Linked DNA regions of Mus musculus: region 2 is linked to region 1. The links are chromatin contacts, called in public promoter capture Hi-C maps. All regions are on one chromosome and are shown on one strand. Each heading gives the region's core, a stretch centred on a gene start, on an enhancer-like site or on the middle of the called end of the contact. The rest is flanking DNA. Distances are from core to core; before and after follow the strand shown. Region 1 holds the start of Rbm48 (RNA binding motif protein 48). Region 2 holds the start of Cfap69 (cilia and flagella associated protein 69).

Region 1 (6,258 bases), core at 2,506-5,005:
AAGAAATGAGTCTTCCCTTTCCCTCTCCTAATAATGGAATACGTTTTCAGCTAAGCTGGACACACTTACCTAGGCTTTTTGTTTTTTTTAACTAACTTGGGATCCTACTGGTTAGCCTGAGTTACAGAACTTGAGTAAAATGTGTAACTTTGGGCTTGTCACCAAGACTGGTGACCTGAGTTCAGTCTCTGGAACTCACACGGTAGGAAAGAACTATCTCTTGTACACAAGCCATGGCATGCCCTCCTAGATACACATATATGAATAAATGAAAATATTGAATACAGAACAACTAATCAGTGCAAAGATAAAGAGTGTGTTCCTTCTGGGGCTGGAGAGCTATAGCTAAGGGGTGAAGAGCACTGCTGCTCTCCCAGAGGGTCCAGGTTGTTCCCAGCCTGGCAACTTCACAACTGTCTGTAACTCCAGTCTCAGGGGAAAATGCCCCCGTCTGCTCTGCAGGGGCCTGAATGCATAGGGCATAAAAGTTCACATAACCATACCACATACACATAAAGAGAAATAAATAATGTTTAAAATAAGAAATACTGAACACTTATGCTGAGTCGAGCACTGTAGTAATTAAGTACTTCTGTATCTACAGATAATCACTAATGTTTATTGAGCTATTACCCCATGCAAAGCCACAAGTGTGTCACTTAAATTGGTATCTCATAACCATCTCATGATGAAACCAAGGCACCAGGAAATTCTGGATCATATTTATACATTCATTTATAAAACTAGGATTCAATTCAGATGTCTTGACTCCACAGCCAACTGTATCAGAGTCTGTGGAGATACGGGGCTCTAGAGAATATGCTTTCTAGACTATGAAGAGTTGGCCAGCTGATGAGAAAAGACACATGGCCTTTTGAAATCAAGTGATTTGTGGTAGACTGTTAGTAGCACACAAAAGAGATAATATAGGGGCTGGAGAGAGAATCTGGTGGGCGAAAAGAGCACTTGCTGATCTTTGAGAAGAGCAGAGTCAAATCCCAGCATCCATCTTGGGTGGTTCACAACCACCTGTAACTTCAGCTCCAGGGGATTTGAAGTCTTTTTCCATACCAAAAAAAAAAAAAAAGTTTATGAATAGCAAAAGCCAGAAAAAGATATGGTTTAGATAAGGTTAGTGATTAAAATGAAAAAATGGCTAACATGAGCTAGGAAGGCTGCTCCGGTGGAAAAGCCCTTGCTGGAGTGCCTTGGCTCAGACCCCTGGCATGCACGTGAAAGCCAGGCACCGCACTGTGCCTGTAATTCCAGTGCTCACAGGGTAGAGATAGAAGGATCACTGAGTTTGACAGTCACCAATCTAGCCAATGAGCTCAGTGAGGGAGGGGCCCAACCTCAAAAAATAGGATAGAGTACACTGTAGTGCACACAAGCCTTTGAACCTGGTGGAGATGGGTAGGCAGAGTCTGGAGGAAGTTTTGAGTTCTAGGTCAGCTGGTCTACACAGCCAGTTTCAGGCTAGTGTTCACTCACATACACACACACACACATACACACACAGGAATATGCACACACATGCACCCCCCCCCCCCCCCGCCAAAAGGGGTTAACATAAAATAAAGCATTCCTTATTGGAATACAAAGTTGATTAACATAGAACTATACAAATAAGAACTGTCATTACTAATAGTTACTTTTTGTTTGTTTGCTTGTTTTTTGGAAACAGGGTTTTCTCTGTGTAGCCCTGGCTCTCCTGGAACTCACTCTGTAGACAAGGCTGGCTCCACCTCAAGAGGTCCACCTGCTTCTGCCTCCCTGGTGCTAGGATTACAGGCATGTGCCACCTCTGCCCGGCTCTACTATTTCCTCTTAATAGGAGGTACCAGTCTACTCCCTTTACATAAATTGTCCCATTTCATCCTTGCTCAGTGAACCTCAAGAAGTAGTCCTTTTTGCCATATGGATTTTAGGAAAAGAACAAAAATTTGCTTGGAGGACTAAAATTCTCCACAGTCATGAATCCACAGGACTGATAATTTACTTCAAACGTAATTCTTAATCTACCACACTACAGGTTCAAAATTTGCCAAGCACAGGTATGAGAGGATGGGAAGAGTATTGTTGTAAAGTCAGCCTTTTAAAAGCTTGAAGGAAGAGCTGGGATGTCACTCACTGTTAGAGTGATTAAGTCGCAGATGTGAGGCCTGGTGAAAAACAAACTGGAAGGCGAGGTGGAGTGGTGCATACCTTTAAACCCAGCACTCGAGAGTCAGAGGCAAAGGCAAAGGGATCTTTGAGTTCAAGGCCAGCCTGGTCTACAGAACTAATTCTAGCACAGCTAAGGCTATCCAAATAAACCCTGTCCCCTCCCCTCCTCCCCCCAATCAGGAAGACTGAGAGCAAGAAGTGCTTCTGTGCTTTGGGTACATTTGGGAAACAGTTGGGGCCAAAATGACAGCAACAGGAATAAGATTTTAACAGGAGTTCTGCTTAACTTGTACATACCTTGCACTCTGTAATTTCACAAATTTAATGAGATAAACTTCTGTAAAATCTTCCGCTGGGTATTCATCTAGAGCGTTATACTGTTCAATCGCACCATACAGAGCAAAACGCTCAACTAATTCCTTCATGGCTCCCACTGCAGGAACTCCTTGTATTAGTAAGTACTGAGACTCCAAATTGATTGTATATACCTAAAGTCAAAGGAGACCTCGTTAAATGTACTCTTCAAACAAGCCTATGGCAAATCGGTCCTCCCACCCCCTTTTAAATGGAGCTTTGAAAACAAGAAACAATCCGGTCTGCAAAACATACACACTAAACTGTCACTCTTCTGCCTAAAGACTACCACACTCCACATAAGGGTATCTGACTAAACCACTTAACAGACGTCTTTTCCAAAAGCTGACTCCAGAGAGGTTAATGTAAACAGCCACTGAACACTCACTCACCCTGGGCTTGCCCTGTGAGAAGCGCTATTGTAAACACATAGGATACAAAGCTAAAAATAGTGGGTTGGAGGTTTGGTAAGCAGCTAACCGAGGGTAGTGATAACCTTTGGTACCGGGGCCCGGGTTCTTCGTGCCCCCTCCACTTAGAGATGGATCTCACAACATCCCTGCCATGCCTTTATGGAGGCAGGCCTTGGGGAGCTAGTGCTCACAGGAATTTAGTGTCCCTGCCGAGGGGAGAGAAGAATCCGAGTCACTCTACCTTGACCGCGCGAGGGCGTCGGCCCTCCCGGTATTTGGCCCGCGAGTCACACACAGCCGTCTGGACGTGGTGATCGAATACGCCACCAGGTTTCCCGTCACTGGATGCCATCTTGCCGGCTCTAGTCCCCCGCGCCAGAACAACATCCGCCAGCCGCGCTCCTCTGAGTCCAATAAGAGAGCAGGATGGACCAGGCGTGCTAGGATTGGCTGAAGGATCGACCCCATCGACGATCATCTCCTGAGAGCGAGAATTCGACGAGCGACGTGCCGCCCCCTAGAGCTTCGGAGGTGGCCCGAGGGTGACAGCGGCCGGGCGTGGGAAGAGGGGGGCGGGCCTGATCGATGTTCTCGGGTTCCGACGCTCTCACCTGACGAGAAGCCGGTGGACTCCGCTCTCCGGTGAGAGTTGAACCTTGGGACAATGTGGAGCAGCGATCGCTTAGCGGGTGCGGGGTCTGGTGGGGCGGTCGTGACGGTGGCCTTCACGAATGCTCGGGACTGCTTCCTGCATCTGCCGCGGCGCCTCGTGGCCCAGCTTCACCTGCTGCAGGTAACGCGCTGGCGGGACGCGGACACCACTGACGTCTCGTGGGACTAGGGTCAGCTGACACCTTTTCCTGCAGGGACATCGTCTGCCACCGACCCCGAGCTGAGGCGTGAGCGAGGGCCCCCTGCGGGCATGGCGTGGAGTGGCAGCGTGTGCATCCACACCACGGCTAGTGTATCCTCAGACCCTACCGTGGAATTCCTAGTGCACCCCTTTAACTCGGTTAAAGCAAGCTGAGCATGCAAGGGTTCTGCCCCAGCAGTCAGAAGCGGCCCTCACTCAAGGATGGAAAGTTCTAGAGAGCTCTTACAGGTTTGCTTACAGGTTGCTAAAGCATTATCCTGCCAACGAGTTGCCGGTGCAGCGATAGAGGTGTTGAGTGGCAGACTTGGTTTGTAGATTACCAAGGTTTCCAACCTGTGCGAAAGGTTAATAAAAGGATAGATAGCTCTCCCTGCTCCGGAGGACTTCGAACATAGCAAGAATATGTGCGGCGAGGGAGGTGGGGCGGGGTGACAAGGTGATGGAATTATTCACACCCCACACTTTCACCTCGGTAGCTAGGATTACTTGGACCTCAGCGAGCTGTCTGGATTCTGTCATTATGGTGTTTCAAGGCTATTAACCATCGGTGGAAATACAGCATCCATATTTTCCTAAGAGTGAGCAGAAATAGACTCTCTTAGTTTGAGTGTATTCATGGGGTTAGAGTATTTGAAATCTAAAATCCTAGATGCATGGTACCTGAACACTGGGTCATAAAAAAAATATACAAGAGTTTGAAATGACTTCAAGTATTCTACCTTTATTTCCTCTTTGCTACATTTATCTTGCTTTTACAGTCCACCTATCAGAACACACCAATTTCATCAGAACCATTCTTACTGTTAGTTTATCTCCACCAAATATTCTCTAACTCTCTGGTTTGCTTTCTGGTGACTGAAAGGAATCATTCACTGTTACCAAATCCCAGCTTGGATCATTATTCCCTGTCATTTCTGATGGGGATTTTTCAGTGTATTTTCAAATCTCAAATTAAGCTTACCACCCCATGAGTTTAGAAAAATGCTTCCTTATGGTCGCTAAGAATTTGAACCTGACATGTTGTTGCTTCCTTGGATTCATCACTGTTTAGGAATTACATAGTCTTGGTCTTTATTATTATTTTTATTATTATTTGAGAAGTGAAGAAGTAAAATACTAAGCATTTGGATTAAGTCTTGCATGCTTATATCTAATCTTTATTGTTTATAGAAAGGTGGAGCTAGATACACATGAGGTTTCCTGTCCTGGTTTTTTGTTTTGTTTTGTTTTGTTTTGTTTGTTTTTTTCGAGACAGGGTTTTTCTGTGTAGCCCTGTCTGTCCTGGAACTCACTTTGTAGACCAGGCTGGCCTCGAACTCAGAAATCCGCCTGCCTCTGCCTCCCGAGTGCTGGGATTAAAGGCGTGCGCCACCACGCCCAGCTTCCTGTCCTGGTTTTGTGTAGTATTAATATGACTTTTGTTGAGAGGTCATTGCTTTTAGCAATTACTTGGTATGATACCATAAACTGACCATAACTTATATAACTGCTCACCATGATTAACTTTTGAACTCAACTTTTAGAAATTTAAAGTGACAGCTATGTTTTGCTGAAACTGTAAAGTGTTGTTGCTTATGGATCATTTTCATTTTTGGTTATTTAGAATTCCCAAAATAATTGTCTTAGTCAGGGTTTCTACTGCTGCGATGAAACACTGTGACCCAAAGTATGCTGGGGAGGAAAAGGTTTATTTGACTTACACGTCACATTGTAGTCCATCATTAAAGGAAACCAGGATAAGAAGTCAGGCAGGACAGGAAACTGGAGGCAGGAGTGTGTGCAGAGGTCATGGAGGGCTGCTGCTTACTGGCTTGTTCCTAATGGCTTGCTCAGCCTGCTTTCTTATAGAACCCAGGGCTACTAGGGGTGTTACCACCCACCATTGGCTGGCCCTACCCCATCAGTCACCAATTAAGAAAATGCCGTACATGCTTGCCTGCCGCTGCATCTTATGGAGATATTTTCTTAGTTGACATTCCCTCCTCTCAGATAGCTTAGTTTGAAACACATTAACAAGAAACTATCCTCCTGGTAGTGGTGGCTCACACCTTTAATCCCAGCACTCAGGAGGCAGAGGCAGGTGGATTTCTGAGTTCGAGGCCAGCCTGGTCTACAAAGTGAGTTCCAGGACAGCCAGGGCTACAGAGAAACCCTGTCTCGAAAAACAAAACAAAATAAAACAAAAACCCAAGAAACTATCCAAGACAAATTGGCCCAGAAGCATAGATAAGTATGAAAGCAGAAAGGTTCGTGTGTTGGGAATCATCTCATTTGACCTGAAGTCCTAAATATGTAACAGGGATACGAAGTTAGTGGGAGGAAGAGTTACAACAGTGACCTTTATCTGATTTACCTCAGGGTTTTCAGAATCCAAATAGTCTGGTTGTTCCGCAAACTTACTGAACCAGAATCTATGAGGAATCAACTTTTAAAAGACGTAATAAATCTTCA
Region 2 (5,919 bases), core at 2,872-5,371, 2.1 Mb after region 1:
TCTGAGTTCGAGGCCAGCCTGGTCTACAAAGTGAGCTCCAGGACAGCCAGGGCTACACAGAGAAACCCTGTCTCGAATAAAAAAAAAAAAGGCAATCTTATTAGATATGGGGAGCAACAGTATCCTGAATGAAACTGAACATATTCTAGGGAAGGGGGAAGCATAACAAAGAGTGAAATGGTGTCTAAAGACAATAGATTTGGCAGAGAACAGATATAACCCAATACACAGGCCAAAAGGGCTGAGAGCCTGGGTCTGATGGCATCTGTGGTCAGCAAAGATGAAAGGAGAGCAAGCAGGTCTTTGGGAGTCCCACTTGGAGCCTCTTACTTTTTTTTTTTTTTTTAAACAACATAACACTACCTGATCTAGCTGGGGGAGGGCTGGGATTTTGTTTCCTTGCTATTGTTCTATAATCTGAAACACAGGAAACTATTGCTGTCAACCTTTCCAGGAATTAGTTTTGAAACTAATTTGTTTATGTCATCCTCCTGCTATCATCCACTAAGAGTTGCTACTCAGCTTGGGAAACGGGTCTCCCCACTAGTAGCAGCAGCATTCCCTGAACATTTGAGGAAATGAGAACATGAAACTCCACCCCTGAGCTGCAGATCCACACTTTTGTACGATCCCTGGGCTCTTTACACACACAGTGGGTTTGGGAAGCTCTGCTCTAAAGAGGCTTGGAGTTCTTTAGAATAATGGAGGTTGCTAGAACCAGATCTGAAACAGACCGAGCGTAATCAATTAAATGCTCATGATTTCCACTGGTTCAATAAAACTGCATTGCTACATGGATCCACTTTCTTAGAAAATAAGGACTTCACCTCTAGTGCCTAATGTCCCTATCTTCTTGAACAGGGCTAAGAGCCCTGGGACTATTTCTAGAGAAGCAACCTCATAGCACCAGATCTAATAAAGGTTTAACTACCCCGTAAACATCATCAGAGTTTATTAAGAACAAAAATAGAAGAACTTGTGATTAGAGCCATCAATAAAAACCACACTGATCCTTACAGTATGTGTGATGAGCATGGTGCTAAATGACTCACGAATCTTTCTTAAAATAATTTAGGAGAGAGACAGTTACAAATCCCTTTCAAAGGTGAAAACACAAGTAGAAAAGGGAAGCAACTTCACCAAATAAAATAAAAATTGACCATGGGCTGGACCTAGGGCCCCTGCACATATGTAGCAGATGTGCAGCTTGGTTTTCATGCAGACCTCTCAACAACTGGAGGGGGCAGGTGCTGGGGGGCAGGGGTGGGATTGCCCCTGACTGTTGCCTGTCTGCAGAGCCTGTTCCCCTAACTGAACTGCCTTGTCTGGAATCAGTGGGAGAGCGATGTGCCTAGTTCTGTAGAGCTTTGATGTGCTAGGGTAAGTTTACACCTGGGGGTGGGTGTTTGGGGGTGAGCAGGCTTCTCCTTGTCAGAGAAGAACGGGAGAAGGGGCTGTGGGGAGAACTGAGGGGGGCTGCAATAAGGACGTAAAATGAATTAATTAATTAAACAAACAAACAAACAAATAAATGAGGAAACATAATCACTAAATTTTAGCAGGATTCTACTGTTTGGAAATCTAAAAAAAGATAGTTTTCTTAAAGCTTTAATAATCATTAATGTAGGCAGAGTCAAAATTCTTACAAGGTTAGAATGCTCAAGTTATGAAAAATCACAACAAGGACATAACAGCATTCAAAATATTCATGTTAGGGTGACTCAAATGCTTCAAATTTAAGTCTATAATAAAATAAGCCCTTAGAAGCATAGGTAGAAAAAATAGCATCTGTATAGCAGGACATCTTTAGCTGCTACTTTTAAAATTTCAAATTCTCCATGAGGGGTTTTTGCTTGCTTGTTTGTTTGTTTTGTTTTTCAAGACAGGGTTTCTCTGTCTAATCCTGGCTGTCCTGGTACTCACTCTGTAGACCAGGCTGGTCTCAAACTCAGAAATTTGCCTGCCTCTGCCTCCCAAGTGCTGGGATTAAAGGCATGCGCTGCTACCACCACCCAGCACTCCATGAGTTTTAATGACAAATAAATATCCCAAGCTTTAGATGCCTCCATGAATAAAGAATGATGGCAAAACTGAGTATCTTGGTATATGTGGCACTATATACTCCTTCTATGTGCATTTGGTTTAAGCTGTACACAGTCTTTACAACTGACATTTTTAAAAGGTGTTTAGGCTTATATTTACTTTGTATAGGGAGGTGGGTGTGGAGGCGAGAGAACATACTGAGGAGTCAGTTATCCCCTTTGAACACGTGGGTGGATTCTGGGGTATGGAAGTCAGGCTATCTAGCACCCATACCCACTGAGCAGTCTCCAGGCCTTCACTAAGCTGAACACAATGAACATCAGTACTATCAGAATCTCCATCTTAATCTTCATTATTATCTCCACATGTCTTTGATTTCATAGCTGGTGGAATGGTTTAGCTGTTTCTTGCATACAGGCAAAAGTGGAATGCTTTGAATTTTGAAGCGTCCAAAGGTCTCTCTGCTGACTTGAACAGAGGACTAAAGGTTATCGTCTTAAGTATTACTAGGAACACTAGGCCCCACAGTGAGTAAAGGAACTGGGTGGCTACAGTTAGTTCCTGGTGGACTTAAAGACACTTTATTTGTAAAGGCAACTGCAAGCAATACACCCAAGAGGAATGAGAGAGCACCAAGATTTCTCCTAATTCTGAATTGTTTTCTATTCCATTTCTTTAGGAAGAAATTGCCTTTTGATTCTCTCAGTACTTTCTAACAATATGAATACTCATAGAAGGAGAGGCAGGAATGAACACAAGACACTTCTAGCTATGTTACTTCCTATGTCACGAACTTCTTTTTTCTTTTGCAATGACCCATTGAACGTCTTTAAACTCGTTTGTCTGTGTCATGTAATCTTTGCCCAAAGAAAAATGAGAGTCAAACTCACCTATATAGTGGCAATGCCTAGCTTCCTTGTAGCCCAGAGAGTGGAAAGCGGTGATCACTCACACGTCTCCGATCTTGTACAGGAATACCTCCACAAAACTGATTAGGGAAATTCCCCTGGCATCCCCTCTTTATGTAAAAGTAGTTACTCTGAGGGCTGTTGGCGTACATGTGTGAGAGCCCTCAGAGAGCTCCACCCAGTTCCCACAGAAGTAGTCCCAGCCAACTGACTGCTCCCAAGTAACTCTCCAAGGCTCCAGGATGTGGCCACAGGAGACAGAGTTCCTGACGCAGTCTGGGAGTTGTGACGTCTCAACAGGAATTCCCATAGTGGCCCCCCACACCATTAGTGTGGGGGCAATGCAGAGAGGTTCCTCAACCCAATTTTAATAATCTTTACATTTATAACAATAGCAAACCCGAAAACAAGTATAAACACAACAAAGAAAATTGTGCCCAGCTCTCCAAACAGCATCTGCCCTACCTGTGAGTGCAAGCTTCAGAAGCAGGCAATTTAGCAGGAAAGAAACCCAGGGAACGCCACTTTATAACGGATCAATAGACCAAAAACCCACCACAGTGATCTAGTTATCAAATCAATGTCAGTTCCTGTCGTGGCCACACTTGAAAGAGCGCTCCCCCCCTCGCCCCCCCCCCCCGCGCCCTTTATGAGAACCACGCAGCTAGAGTCCCCAGACAGATTGGTTGACGACATCCAGTCCCCTCTTCACTAGCCTCCAGGGATCAGCTGGGCTATCATTATCTCCATCCCACAGGTTCCCAAATCTCATTCTGGTCTTCATTCCACTGGGTTGCCCTGGAGCCTTATGCCCTTCTCCGCTCCTGCTGCACAGCCCGGCCGTACCTGCATCTCCCCATCCGGGATCGCCACCCCAAACACCGGGATTGTGCGGGGACTGCCGGTCTTCGTCCTGCCGCCCGCCTCGGCGGCGTCGGCCGTGGTGGCCGAGGCCTCCGCGGTGGACATGGTTCGGGGTGGGAGCCTGAGGTCTTAGGTGCGTCCGCAGCCACGGACCCACGAGCCCTGGCAGAAAACACGCTGCTGAGCTAGGGAGGAGAAAGACCCCGAAAGTTCTGTCGTAACCCCCGCCGCAGCAACATAGCGGACATCCAACTGCTGTTAGTGCCCACAGGAGGACCAAGGCACCCAGCGCGCTCCAGTTGCTAACACAAGCCCGGGCGTTGCTAGGGGCGGGGCTTACGGAAGCTGGGAGAGCCAAACTTCACCAAAAGAGGGTCTGCTGGTGTGCGGCGCGGGAGACAAAGGAGACCAGTGACTGAGATCGCGGTATGCACTTAGTGTTTCAGTCTTGTAGCAATGGCCCTTGCTTAATAAGTGCCTGTGTGGGGCGGAGGAGTATGAGCTGGAGGTAAGATGCATTCTGAGGGATGTGATTGGCATAATCTTGAAATCTGAGCACTTTACCCTTTCTGCAGAGATAGGACCAGTCAGTGTAGCTTAATTTCCCAGGTGTGTGTGTGTATATATACATATATATATATATATATATATATATGTATATATACACACACACAAATATATATATATGTTGTACTTTTGTACTGGCCTAATTGAACAGTTAGACAAACAAATAAGGCATAGTACAGACTTTTGAAAATCTTTCGAGCAGTAGAGTGGTTGGGTGTCTAGTATGGCCTGGGATGGAAAGTTCTCGTTTTTGCAACCAGAGAAAGACACTGACATTCTTCACAGGATGTGTTCTCCAACCTGGCAAATCAACAGTCCAGTTTTGTAATTGTTTTTCTACGATAGCATTTATTTTATTCATTAGTAGGTTGAGAAGCAAGAGGGACAGAAGTCTCACGCACTTCATACTCAGTCGCCTTGTGATCTCTTCATAGAGTACAAACTTCATGCTACCATCTTCAGAAGGCTTACACTCTATGAAACAGTCTGGCCTGATCTTTCCCAGGAAGCCTGTATTTTTTCTGTTGTTTTAGATGTCACGCTTAGTGGCATGCTCTTTTTTTTTTGTCTTTTATTTTGTTTTGTTTTTTGGTGCTCACTGTATAGTTAGTGGAATTTATTGACGAAATAGCCCAACCATGTTATGCTACTGAGACTAAGGCAATTAAAAATTTGTACATAGCCACTAATTTGCTTACTTGCTGAGTGAAGGTGTGGCTGTGTGTCCCCAGCCTGTGACATGCTGGAGATGTAGGTAGGCATGTTTGTGAATACCTTGTCTGGTTCCAGTTTGCCTTTATAGTGAGTTCCCATGTGATGCTGATGTAGTTGGTCTGAAGGCCATACTCTTGGTCCTTCTAGTCAATATCATAGAAGGTGTTCAATAAGTGTTCATGAAAATGTCAAGGGCTAGATTTTGATTTAAGGTAAAATGAAAGAATTTTGTAAATTATCTAGATTAAGCATTTTAGATCCTTGCTACTCAAAGTGGTTTTCATGGGTTTCCTAACTGTGTGGCCATTAGGGGCTCGTCAGGAATGCAGAACTTTGCACCTCCTGGTGTGAATAATGCCCATTTTAACAAGTGTACATATAAAAACTAAGAAGCTCATGATGTGTAGTTTTTTGTTATTATTGTTTTGGAACAGTTTTACCAAAGTTAGCCATCTCAAAAGAAAAAGGAACTGGCTGGGGCTTCCTCTATTTGCAAATGGACTTGGTGACAATTATTTGTTTCACAGCATTTCTCCTTAGAAGTGCACCAAGGTTTATGTTTTCAAGAGCTTCGACTGTTTAAATGTGTGGATTTAATTTTAATTACTATTCATTGATCCCTGTTTATGATGATGCAGGTGAACATAGATGGATAAAAAGATTAATGTCTACCGAGATGTCCAATTACTTCAACAAAAGATCAATTAATAATAGAGAAACGCGAGAAATCAGGTCTACCCAGGGAATCGGAATGTTTCAGTGCGTCAATACATTGGCCGCTCGCAGAACGTAGCATCATGAAGATATGACTTAGTGCTTCTTA

The links. Promoter capture Hi-C pulls out the DNA fragments that hold promoters and counts their contacts.
Region 2: a contact with region 1 is called in a promoter capture Hi-C map of embryonic stem cells, with 3 times the contacts expected there. The contact joins the promoter of Cfap69 here to the promoter of Rbm48 in region 1. A contact is called at or near these places in 2 of 39 promoter capture datasets (cranial neural crest and embryonic stem cells).

What each region holds. Positions count from the first base shown.
Region 1 is chr5:3,592,792-3,599,049 of GRCm38.p6, forward strand. Rbm48 (RNA binding motif protein 48) reads right to left here and starts at 3,756. Exons shown (of 5, transcript NM_172991.4): 1 at 3,175-3,756; 2 at 2,464-2,654. The coding sequence starts at 3,411. It overlaps Pex1 (peroxisomal biogenesis factor 1), which reads left to right and starts at 3,275. Exons shown (of 24, transcript NM_001293806.1): 1 at 3,275-3,726. The coding sequence starts at 3,598.
Region 2 is chr5:5,660,111-5,666,029 of GRCm38.p6, forward strand. Cfap69 (cilia and flagella associated protein 69) reads right to left here and starts at 4,122. Exons shown (of 23, transcript NM_172447.2): 1 at 3,798-4,122. The coding sequence starts at 3,920. Steap2 (six transmembrane epithelial antigen of prostate 2) reads right to left here. Exons shown (of 6, transcript NM_001103156.2): 6 at 4,719-5,919. Gm40262 (a long non-coding RNA gene) reads left to right here and starts at 4,267. Exons shown (of 3, transcript XR_868231.3): 1 at 4,267-4,323.